Regions from separate parts of the Rattus norvegicus genome. Here region 1 is linked to region 2. The links are chromatin contacts, called in public Hi-C maps. All regions are on one chromosome and are shown on one strand. The core of a region is the stretch at or near the end of the contact, and the rest is flanking DNA. Distances in the headings are between cores, read along the strand shown. Region 1 holds the start of Nudt19 (nudix hydrolase 19). Region 2 overlaps Cep89 (centrosomal protein 89).

The links. A called contact is a pair of places that touch in the nucleus more often than the background predicts.
Region 1: a Hi-C map of kidney shows a contact between it and region 2, with 2.4 times the contacts expected there. The contact joins the promoter of Nudt19 here to the enhancer-like site in region 2. A contact is called at or near these places in 4 of 12 Hi-C or Micro-C datasets (the Rat2 cell line, kidney and liver).

The regions. Positions count from the first base shown.
Region 1 is chr1:97,360,167-97,365,494 of GRCr8, forward strand. It overlaps Nudt19 (nudix hydrolase 19), which reads right to left and starts at 2,803. Exons shown (of 3, transcript NM_001004258.1): 1 at 2,101-2,803. The coding sequence starts at 2,751.
Region 2 is chr1:97,217,709-97,222,792 of GRCr8, forward strand. Cep89 (centrosomal protein 89) reads left to right here. Exons shown (of 19, transcript NM_001394861.1): 12 at 2,072-2,175; 13 at 4,935-5,050. Among named protein-coding and RNA genes, the nearest start is that of Cep89, 25 kb to the left of the region's middle. Within about 2 kb of position 3,518, at least 15 of the 93 cell types and tissues checked have an H3K27ac peak or open chromatin away from gene starts, as enhancers often do. A contact at or near this core is called in kidney and liver, where this site is marked.

The DNA.
Region 1 (5,328 bases), core at 1,553-4,052, 140 kb after region 2:
GTGGTCACCTGGTGGAGGGAATAGCGGAGTAGCTCTAGAGAATGTCTGGGCAAGCACATCCAGCTTTGTACAGTACTCCAAAGGAAAGGGTAGATGAAAGAGGCATTTGTGAGTCTGCATCCTACATTATGGAAGGTCTCTGGGCATCTGCACCAAGAGGCTCCTGGAAGTCTAGGTCGTGGCAAACTGACAAAGCTATCACACTGCCTGACTCTTTCCTATCTCCTGCTCTCAGCAATCCCATTAACCCTAAAATGATAAAACAAAAAGGGGACATTTAGTTTTATATTTAGTTACTTTTTATTCTTGTGTTTTGCCTGCTTAGACATCTGTGCACCAGAAGAGGGCGTCAGGTTCTCCAGAACTGAAGTTACAGGCATCTATAATGCTTCCAGAAATACTACTTTTTTTTTGAGTCATTTCTCCTGCTCGATTCTAGAAATGTTTAAATTTCCTTTTCGAGTCCTTCCTTGATCCAGTTGTCATCTGGTGACATGTTGTTCTGGAGAATGTTCCGTGTGCTGGGGTTGCTGTGGATTACAATTAGAACCCTATTGTCTGTTTTATTTGGGGGGACTGTCGGTGCCAGCACCGACACGGTACCGAGAATCGGGCGAAAGCCTACGGGATGAAAGAAACACACACACACACACACACACACACACACACACACACACACACACACACAGGTTATCGTGTCAAGCCAGGAGAGGAAGGGAGGAAGAGAGAGAGAGGGGGTGGGGGAGAGCAGAGGAGCGGAAGAGTGGAAGAGAGTCAGAGAGAGAGTGAGCTACTATTTACTTTTGATAGCTCATAAGAAATGTGCTAACTTAAAAAAACAATTGAGCTAGGTGTGGTGGCACATGCCTTTAATCATAGCACTTAGGAGACAGAGGCGACCAGAACTCTGAGTTCAAGGTCAGCAATAGTCTACAGAGTCAGTTCCAGGACAGCCAGGGCTACAGAGAGTAACCCTGTCTCTAAAAAATAAAACAAAACCAAACACAACAAAACAAAAAACAGCCATCGAGTTTACTTAATTGGAGTACTGAAAGAAAAAGGTTGAAACAAGTGAACAAGGAAGGCATCCAAGCCCTGTGGGAGGCCAAGCAGTTCAGCATATGCGTAACTACAGTTAAAAGAAAAAGGGAAGGGAGCAAGAGCTGTGGCTCAACTGAGATCTGGAGAGGAACTAACCTGCAGAAGACCTGAGTCCAGTCCCCAGTACCCATTCAAGGTGGCTCACAACCTTCCTTAACTCCAGCTCCAGGCGATTAGACACTTCTGGCATCAGTGGGCACCTGCACACATGCGCATCTACTCACACGTGGACACGAAATTTAGAATAAGTCATTTTGTTTATTTTACAAAAGGAAAACAAAGGACAGTTGAAAATATTCTGAATAAAGATGAACTTGAAGCAGTGGCACACTCAAGGCCTCGGGTTCTAGGCCTGAAGTGTAACTGCCTGGTGCAAGGGACACAAAAAAAGGGAGACAGAGATACAGACTGACACACACAGAGAAACAGACAGACAGACAGAGACAGAGAGACAGAAAGGGGTTAGAAAAGGGAGAAAGATGGGGAAGGAAAGGAGAGAGGGAGTGAAATTTGAGGGAGATGGGAACAGAGAAATAGGAAGAGTTGAAGAAGGAAGAAGAACGTTAATGGGACTGTAATCCTATAATGAGTTCTAGAAACCCGAATTAAAATGACTTAGGACATGGGGCTGGAGAGATGGCTCAGCGGTTAAGAGCACCCGACTGCTCTTCCAGAGGTCATGAGTTCAATTCCCAGCAACCACATGGTGGCTCACAACCATCTGTAAAGAGATCTGATGCCCTCTTCTGGTGTATCTGAAGACAGCTACAGTGTACTTATATATAATAAATGAATAAATAAAAAAAAATTAAAAAAAATGACTTAGGACATGAAGCGAATTGTGAAGTGTCCAAAACAGGTAGCTAGGAGCACTGCTGAGCCCCTGCTTAGACAACCGGGTGGGGTTTAAGAGTCCTTGAGCAAGGTCAAGCTTTTGGTCTGGGATAAGGCTCAGTTCATCCCCGGGGGGGGGGGGGGGGCGGGTCCCGCGACTCCTACCTTGTAGCCCACCACCTCAGCCAAGTCGGGCTCCACGCGCGGGGTCTCGCGCAGGCAGCACAGGAGGAAGGTGGTGTCGAAGCGGCGGCTGCTTCGCCCATACGGCGTGAGCCAGCCGCCCCAGTCATGCAGCGCCCAGATGTCCGGTGTGCAGTCCAGATGCGCACACAGCTGGAGGAAGCAGCGTGGGTCACTGCGCACGCGCGAGCGCCAGTCCGCCAGGCCGGCCGGAGGAGACAGAGCGATGCTGGGCTCTTGAGAAGCCCTTGCAGAGTCCCGCGGCCTCAACAGCAGCACCCCTGCCTCCTCGAAGGTCTCGCGGATAGCACAGATGCGTAGCGCTACGTCATCTGGCAGCGCCGCGCCGTCCGCGTCGCCGTGAAACAGCCCGGGAAAGGAGGGTTGCCGAGGCGGCTCAGGGCCTAGGCCGAAACGCGGTGGCGTGTGCCGAGGTGCGAACAGACTTACCCAGTCAGGCGAGCTGTCGGCCGCGTCCAGCACGCCACCGGGGAAGACGTGCGCGCCGGGCATAAAGCGCTGGTTTTGCGCTCGCTGGAGAAGCAGCAGCCGGAAGCCGGCGGGGCTCGCGTGACTCCAGCCCGCGGCCAGCATCACAGTGGCTGCCCGCCTCCAGCTGCTCGGGCCGCTCATGGCCAGCGGATTTCAGATCTCTCTTAAGAAGTGGTCGGATCTTAGAGTGGTGTCCGGAAGCCTAATAAATTTCGAGGGCCTGAGAAAGAGCGGCCTGGAAGATCCCGGAGGTTTGCTTATGGGAGGAGCGTGATTCCTGCGCCAGAGCACCTCCTCGAGTGCCCTGCTGTTCGTCAGGGTCATTCTCGCCCTGTCACAGCTGCTGCAATCATCAGCCAGCGACTGGGAGCAGGCGTGCCGGACAGGGCGGAATGGAAACCAGTCTCTAGTTGTGAACCTTTCCCACTAATCGCAAGTGACTAGGACTTTGTCCCCCACGCTGGTCTGTTGTCTGTAGGGCAGTGGAATATAGGAGGTTCCGAGGACAGATAGGTGTCTGAGCTTTGCACGCTCCCTTGAACCATGCTAATAAGAGACGAATGGGCGGATCAGATGCCAAGTTAGAAACTGCTGTGTAGTTTTGAATGTCTTTGGTGAGTCCCTGTCCCTCGAGGTAGTTTGTCTTAAGTTGTAGATGCTGTTATTGCCAGGGTACCTGAGGATCAGGGAAAAATTATCTTCGTGTGATTAGTTCTCTTTTTACGTGGGAGATGTTTAATCCTAGTCTAGCAATGTTTTCCCTCCTCTCCAACTTTTAAGTGGCCAGAGGACTTGCACTTACGAGAACACCATGACTATTTTCTTTTTTCTTTTTGGAAACTGCTTGTTTCTGTCTCCTTTTTTACAGCTCTTTCTCAGTCACCAACTCTTCCAAATCCCATCCTAATTGATCACGTATTTTTTTTTTTTTTTAGGTTTTTGGATGAGTTACGTTGTATTCTTGGGGATAGAGAGAGCATTTTGATTGTTTTGTTTTGAGAAAGTATCATTAATGTCCTCTTGGCTTTTTGGGAACTTGCTATGTAGACCAGGCTGGCCTTGAACTCACATTGAACTCACAGAGATCTTCCTGCCTCGGCCTCCCAAGCTCTAGGACTAGCGGTGTGTGCCAACATTTTTTAGTTGACTTTTGTTGTTGTTAACATTAACGTAAAGATACAGGTGTCTATGTACTGACTGCATTTTTTTTACACTGATTACTCATATTTGCAAGTGCCATTGAATGCATGTGTCTGCCAGAGGACAACTTGTTCTCTCCTCCCACAATGTAGGTCCTGAGAATCCAACTTGGGTCATCAGGTTTAGCTGCAAGTTCCGTTACCTGCCTCCCCACCCCCACCCCCCAGCCATCTCATCAACCCCCTGCATTTAAAAAAAAAAAAAAATCCTCTCTCCTCCAGGTAGTAACAGGGTGGCTCCGTGTCTGTAAAGGATGTACCGACAACTGTAGAGTTGGACTCAGTTGGGTGGGCCTGGCCCACAGGCCATAGAATGTACTAGGCCAGAAACAAGAGCTGCAGTGAAAAGAACGGCAGTAGAATGGGAAAAAGGGACTGGTTTAAAGTGCACTTCGGAAATAGACAACACAGCGTGATACTTAACTGACTATGCAGAGCCATGGATAGGAACGAGTTAAGTTCTGACCTGCGAGAAGGGTGACCTTCCTTCAAATCCTAGGAGTGATATATTACGTGAAAGTCACTTCAAGCTTCCTCCATGTACTTGTGTAATGTGTGCCAAAGCCAATAAGGTTAGAAAGTTCTAACTACAGATGACTAACCTGTTAGACGAGAGATTTAAGTGTTTTAAGGAAGGGCACATTCACTAAAATGGCTCTGTGGGTTTGTGGCTCTTCTTTGTTTGGTTTGATACCAGCTTATTTTTTTCCCAGATTCTGGTCTCGCCAGAGCAAATCAGCCAAACCCTGGAGTACAAAGCAAAGCAGCAGAAGTGGTGCTCATGCATTTATCTTTTAGTGCTAGGAGTCATACCCACAATGTCCCACCTCTACACTGCATTGCTACGAGCCTTACAGTGTAGGCCAAGATGGCCTCAAGCACCTGATTGTCCAGAATTAGCCTGTGGAGTCCTGGTGTGCACCTGCACAGTAAAAAAGAAGCTGGATTTTAAAATTATTTATTCTCATTCTCTCTCTTCCTCTCCCTCTCCCTCTCCGTGTGTGTGTGTGTGTGTGTGTGTGTGTGTGTGTGTGTGTGTGTTCATTTGAGTGTTTGAATTGCACAGAAGTGCCTGTCCCTTCGGAGGCTAAAAGAGGTATCTGACCCCCATGGTCCTGAAATTACACGCAATGATGAGCTGCCTGAAGTAGCCTCTAGGAACTGAACTCAGGTTTTCTGTAAAAGCAACAAGCACTCTTGACCATGAGCCATTGCCAACCAGAAACTGGATCTTACCAATATAAAACCGTCTCCCAAGCCATCTCCCCACCATGGCTGTTCTGCCCAGTAGGCTTTGTAGTGATGCAGTACCAGTTTTATGAAACCAGAGATGAAATCAGTACCCTGGACTGTAGCCAAGGATCCAAACAGAAGCAAGGAGTTGAACCTCAACATCAAGAGGTAGAAATACAGATCCAATCTTCTGAGCTCAGAGAACTAATCGCATATTAACTACTCCAGAGCTTGGTGACTTTAAACAATGAGCATTTGTTATACCTTCTGTGGATAAAGAATTTGG
Region 2 (5,084 bases), core at 2,268-4,767:
TGAGGCAAGCTGTATCAAGTAAGACCCCAGACGGCAGAAACAACCCAGAGGTAAATGCGCCTAATGTTGTTGAAGGAAGGAGGGGCAAGCTGGGACCAGGGAGGAAAAGAGGGAGAGAAGTAAGGGAGGAAGGAAGGCGTGTTTGGCAGAGCATGATAGGCGGGCGGTGCTGGGAGGAGGGGTCTACAGGGTGTGGTTGCTTTGTGAAGCAGTGGTTTGGGAGAGGCAGCCCTACCTTAGTGGAGCTCTTGGGAGGCAGAGGAAAAACAGTGGGTGGAATATCATCCCTAACTCCCTCAGGGCAAGGGGAGATCATACTCAGGGCATTTATGAATCCCAGGAAGCCCTAACCCAGTGGTGTATCGTGATCAGGTTGTTGGCAGTATTAGAAACAAGAATTCGTGCATTTCTGTGTGTTCATCTGTTTCTTGAGAATGGCGACATTCAACTGTCAATGGACCAGGCCTGGGCATCATCTACATCCAGGGCCCTTCTATGCCTCACATTCACTTCTGACATAGGGCCAAGTAGGTCTCTGTATTGGAAGGACCCAGGGAGAGAAGATTGGTCTTTAAGGGGTCCTGAGTGGGACCCGGTCCTTAAAAAGTCCCACAAGCCCATCTTCAGTCATGCATCCCATTACCTGCTCCGTCCCATGAAGATGTATTATTAGACATTGGATTTTTTTAAACATTTATTATTATGTATGCAGTGTTCTGCCTGCATGTATGCCTGCACACCTGAAGAATGCACTAGATCTCATTACAGATGGTTGTGAGCCACCATGTGGGTGCTGGAAATTGAACTCAGAACCTCTGGAAGAGCAGCCGGTGCTCTCAATCTCTGAGCCATCTCTCTAGTCATCTGGACTTTGGATTTTTAACAGCATAAATTATCTTGAATTCACTAATCAAAAATCAATAATAAAATTTCCTTTTGGGTGCTCTTTTAAAATCAGGAACATCCCACATTTCCTATAAGGACCTGTTGATAAACATTTCAGACTTTGCGGGCCAGGTAGTTTCTGTCCACAGATGCTCAGTCTGCTGTTGTAGGGTAAGCAGCCCTAGATGGCGTGCCAGTGATGGGTGGGACTGTGTTCCAGTAAAACTCAATAAAGACAAACCGCTATTCCAATGGCTTCAGCACGACAAGCCAGTTATAAACAGGCAAGCAAGCAAACAGCCATGTAGACTGCAGATGAATGTGTACTGCAGTGAGGAGAGGAGGGGAGATGCAGGCATGCTGCCCTAAGAGATAAACGTCTGGGGGGTAACTCCTGCCTAGCATGCACACAGCCCTCAGCTCATCCCAGCACTGTGATCAGTAAACAAGAGGCCATTTCAGTGCATTCCTGAAGAAGTGTGGACACCCAAAGTCTGCACAAGACACCAAGTGCCAGCTGGGACACCAGAAGGAGTCCCAGGTCAGGAGCCCATACCTGCCAAGCTGCATATCTCAGGGTGTCTGGCTGACCAGGCTGATGGAACTGAGCGGGTGTGTGGGGTGTGTGTGTGTGTGTGTGTGTGTGCTGTGCACAGATAAGGTTAGAAAACTCCTGCACTAATACCTTGACCCACTCACAGACCCACAGTGTCTAGGACCAAAGGACCTAAAATACTTTTTAACATAAAACTCCAATTTACTTAAGGAACAAGTTACAGGACAGTCAGGATCACACAGAGAAACCCTGTTTTGAAGGGGAAAAAAAAATAAAACAAACAACAACAAAACCCTTTCAATTTGCCCTCTAAGGTCTAAACAAAGAAAACTTTCCAGTCTCTGGTGCTTTGATTTATTTAACCTTCCTTTAAATTTTTCAAGTATTTGGCACTTCTAGTAAAGTGACATCATTAGTAGTTGACTACTTAAAATCCAAAGTTCTTTGTCCCAATGCACAGTGACACTGGAGTGACTTGGATGTTCTCTCAGGAAACAGCGCTCCTAAGGACGTGCGGGGAGAGGCTAGAGCAGCCTCTGTCCTCTGACCACTGAGCAGCACTTCACAGCTAACACTGTGGGTGTGGCTGGCACTGTGTGGGCGTGACAATCTCCATGCTTCTTATTTCAGGAGGAAATGAAAACCTTTAGACTGCGAGTCCAAGAAGTGGTGAGGGAAAATGAAGGCTTGCACCAAGAGTTAACTAAGAGAAGCCCCGTCACCATCGAGGAATGGCAAGTGGCGTTTGCTAATTTACAACATAATAGGATCAGACTTCATGACATTACCAGACAGCACTTTGTTTTTAAAAAATTACTACTTTGGGGTTGGGGATTTAGCTCAGTGGTAGAGCACTTGCCTAGGAAGCGCAAGGCCCTGGGTTCGGTCCCCAGCTCCGAAAAAAAGAACCAAAAAAAATTACTACTTTACCCAAGCTTTACACAGCTCAGTGAACCTCGCTGGGTGCCATGAGAGCAGGCATTCAGGACAGAAGCTTGGAGTGTCGCATTGAAATTTACATTTTCTGTATCCAACGTATTTCATGCAGTTATCCACCAACCACAACCGAAAACACCAGGACGGAATTAGAACAAGAAAAACCACTCCATGCATTCACATGTTAATTTTGGTGTGTCTTGATTTTACACAGTTTTGCAGGGTTTTCAAATAGTAAAGTGTACAGATTTTTTGTTTTATTTTTTTGTTTTGTTTTTTGTTTTTGTTTTTTCAAGACAGGATTTCTCTGTGTAGCCCTGGCTCTCCTAGACCACTCTCACTCTGTAGACCAGGCTGGCCTCGAACTCAGAGGTCCATCTGCCTCTGCCCCTGAGTGCTGGGGTTAAAGGCACCTGCCACCACCGCCCTGCAGTTTATAAAAATTTTAGAAAGGGAGAACCTCTAAGCCATGAGTAAGATACAACCTTAGTAGTTTTGAAGTACTGAGGAAGGAGCCCAGGGACTCGGTTGTGCTGGGCAACTGCTTTACCACTGAACCCCTAACCCCAGCTTTTGGAGACAAGTCTCAGTGTAGCTCTAAACTAACCATGAACCCTGAAGTCCTTCATCTTCCCACGTGCTTGGCCTGCAGGCCTGCTCCACTGCACCAAGCTTTAGATGGATATTTTGATGATGATTAATTGAGGGGGTGGGGGGCCCCAGGTGTGGTAGTGCAACCTTTAATCCCAGCACACAGGCAGAAGCAGGAAGACTTCTGTGGGTGGAGGCCAGCCTGGTCTACATAGGGAGTTCTGGGTCAGTGATCCCTGTCTCAAAAACAACCGAAAAGAATACAAAAATTTTAAAATATGGCTCTGGGCTCAGTGGTAGAGCACTTTGCTCCCAACCAAGGCCCTGAGTTCAGTCTGTAAGCATTGCAAACAAGAGGAAAAATAAATGAGTAAATAAATAAATAATTTCAAACTAGGTTCTCAAATGGGAGCTCATTTGCTTCCCGTTCGGTCTGAGGCAGTGTGAGGCAGTCACCACTAGATGGCTTGGGAGCAGGAAGGCTGGGCTGAGGCTGCTCAGTGAAGCCTCTCCTCTCCTGTGCTGTTTGCAGTGCTACCCTGTCTCTGCAGCCCGCCCAGCCTGCTCATAGTGAGCACAGCCTCTGCTCTCTGGGCCTGGCCACCCAGGCTCCCCGTGGCTCCACCCACCTTTGTCTCTTCTGACACCTGGTTTTCTGCCCTCTGCTGTACTGTGTTGGGGCAGTAAACATTTAATGGGGCAACAGCTAAGGTCTTTGAGCTCATTCCGTAGCAGTTTTCAATTTTGAAAGTTGAACTGATACAGGTTTTACAGTGCCCCAAATAAATAAGGGTTTTTTTCCTGGAGAAAGTGAGGCTGGGGTACGTTTATGTAGTTTTAAGACACTATTTCAAAGCCATTAATAAGTGGGGGTTTTTTTTCCTGGCTTATTCTTTTTTTTTTTTTTTCTTTTTCTTTTTTTCGGAGCTGAGGACCGAACCCAGGGCCTTGCGCTTGCTAGGCAAGTGCTCTACCACTCAACTAAATCCCCAACCCCTTCCTGGCTTATTCTTAATATTTAGTACTTTATTTTATTTACCCCCCTACCCCAAACCTGGATCCACTTCCTTTCTGTCTTTCAGAGATAACAGCAAAACACTATTATTATGATTTTTTAATAGCCTCACTGGTAGTCCAGACTGGCCAGCAGCCGAGTGCCTCCTGCCTCAGTTTCACACATGCCGAGGTTCTAGGCCAGCTGCACTGTACCTGGGGTTTTGTCGTTGTTGGTTTGTTTATTTACTTATTCATTCATTTACTTATTTATTTTAAAAATCTTTTAAAATGTGTGTGGCTATTTTGCTGCACACCATGTGAGTGCCTGATGTTCTTGGAGACCAGAAGAGCGCATCAGGTGCCCTGGAAATAGAGCTACAGAGGGCTGGGAGCTGCCATGTGGGTGCTAGGACTCAAACCCAGGTCCTCTAGCAGAGCCGTCAGTGCTCCTGACCATCGAGACACCTCTCTTGCCCTTTAGCTTCCTTGGAGATCCGAGTCTCACAATGTTGTTTAGACTTGACATCAAGTCCTGGACTCACTCAGCCTCAGGAATGCTGGGACTTGTAAGTGTGGCTTCCATAAGAAGCTGCTACTGATGAATGAAAGGTTTCAAAGTAAAAACGGGACCTTCCAGCATCCAAAAATGTCTTATGGATTACAGAGCAATTATTTGGGTGTAGGGATTGGGTACTTCAGTGTAGGAGCAAAACTGGCCATTTGACCCATCTCACCTGAGTATCATGCACAAGACCGTCCCCTCTGCCTTTGTGTGGATATCAATCATTACTGCATGCAGTAGCTGATGTGTCCATCACTCGGGCATCATTGCTGCTCTGTCCCCCGTCCACTGCACGTGCCAACATTTGCTGTGTCACTAGAACATGCCCAGGTGTCGGCTCATACTGTGGCATATTTCTGTGAGCTCTCAAACCCCAGGACAGGGTTTAATCTTTTGAATCAATTGCAGGAGGCAGCTTCAGACTCAAGCAGAGCTGGTTCTAGATGAGAACAAGCTCTTGATAGAGCAGTTGGAGATCCAGCAAACGAAAGCCAAGGACACCCAGCAGGCGCACCTCCGGGACGGTGAGTGGCCCCGATGTCCTAGAAAATGGGACGG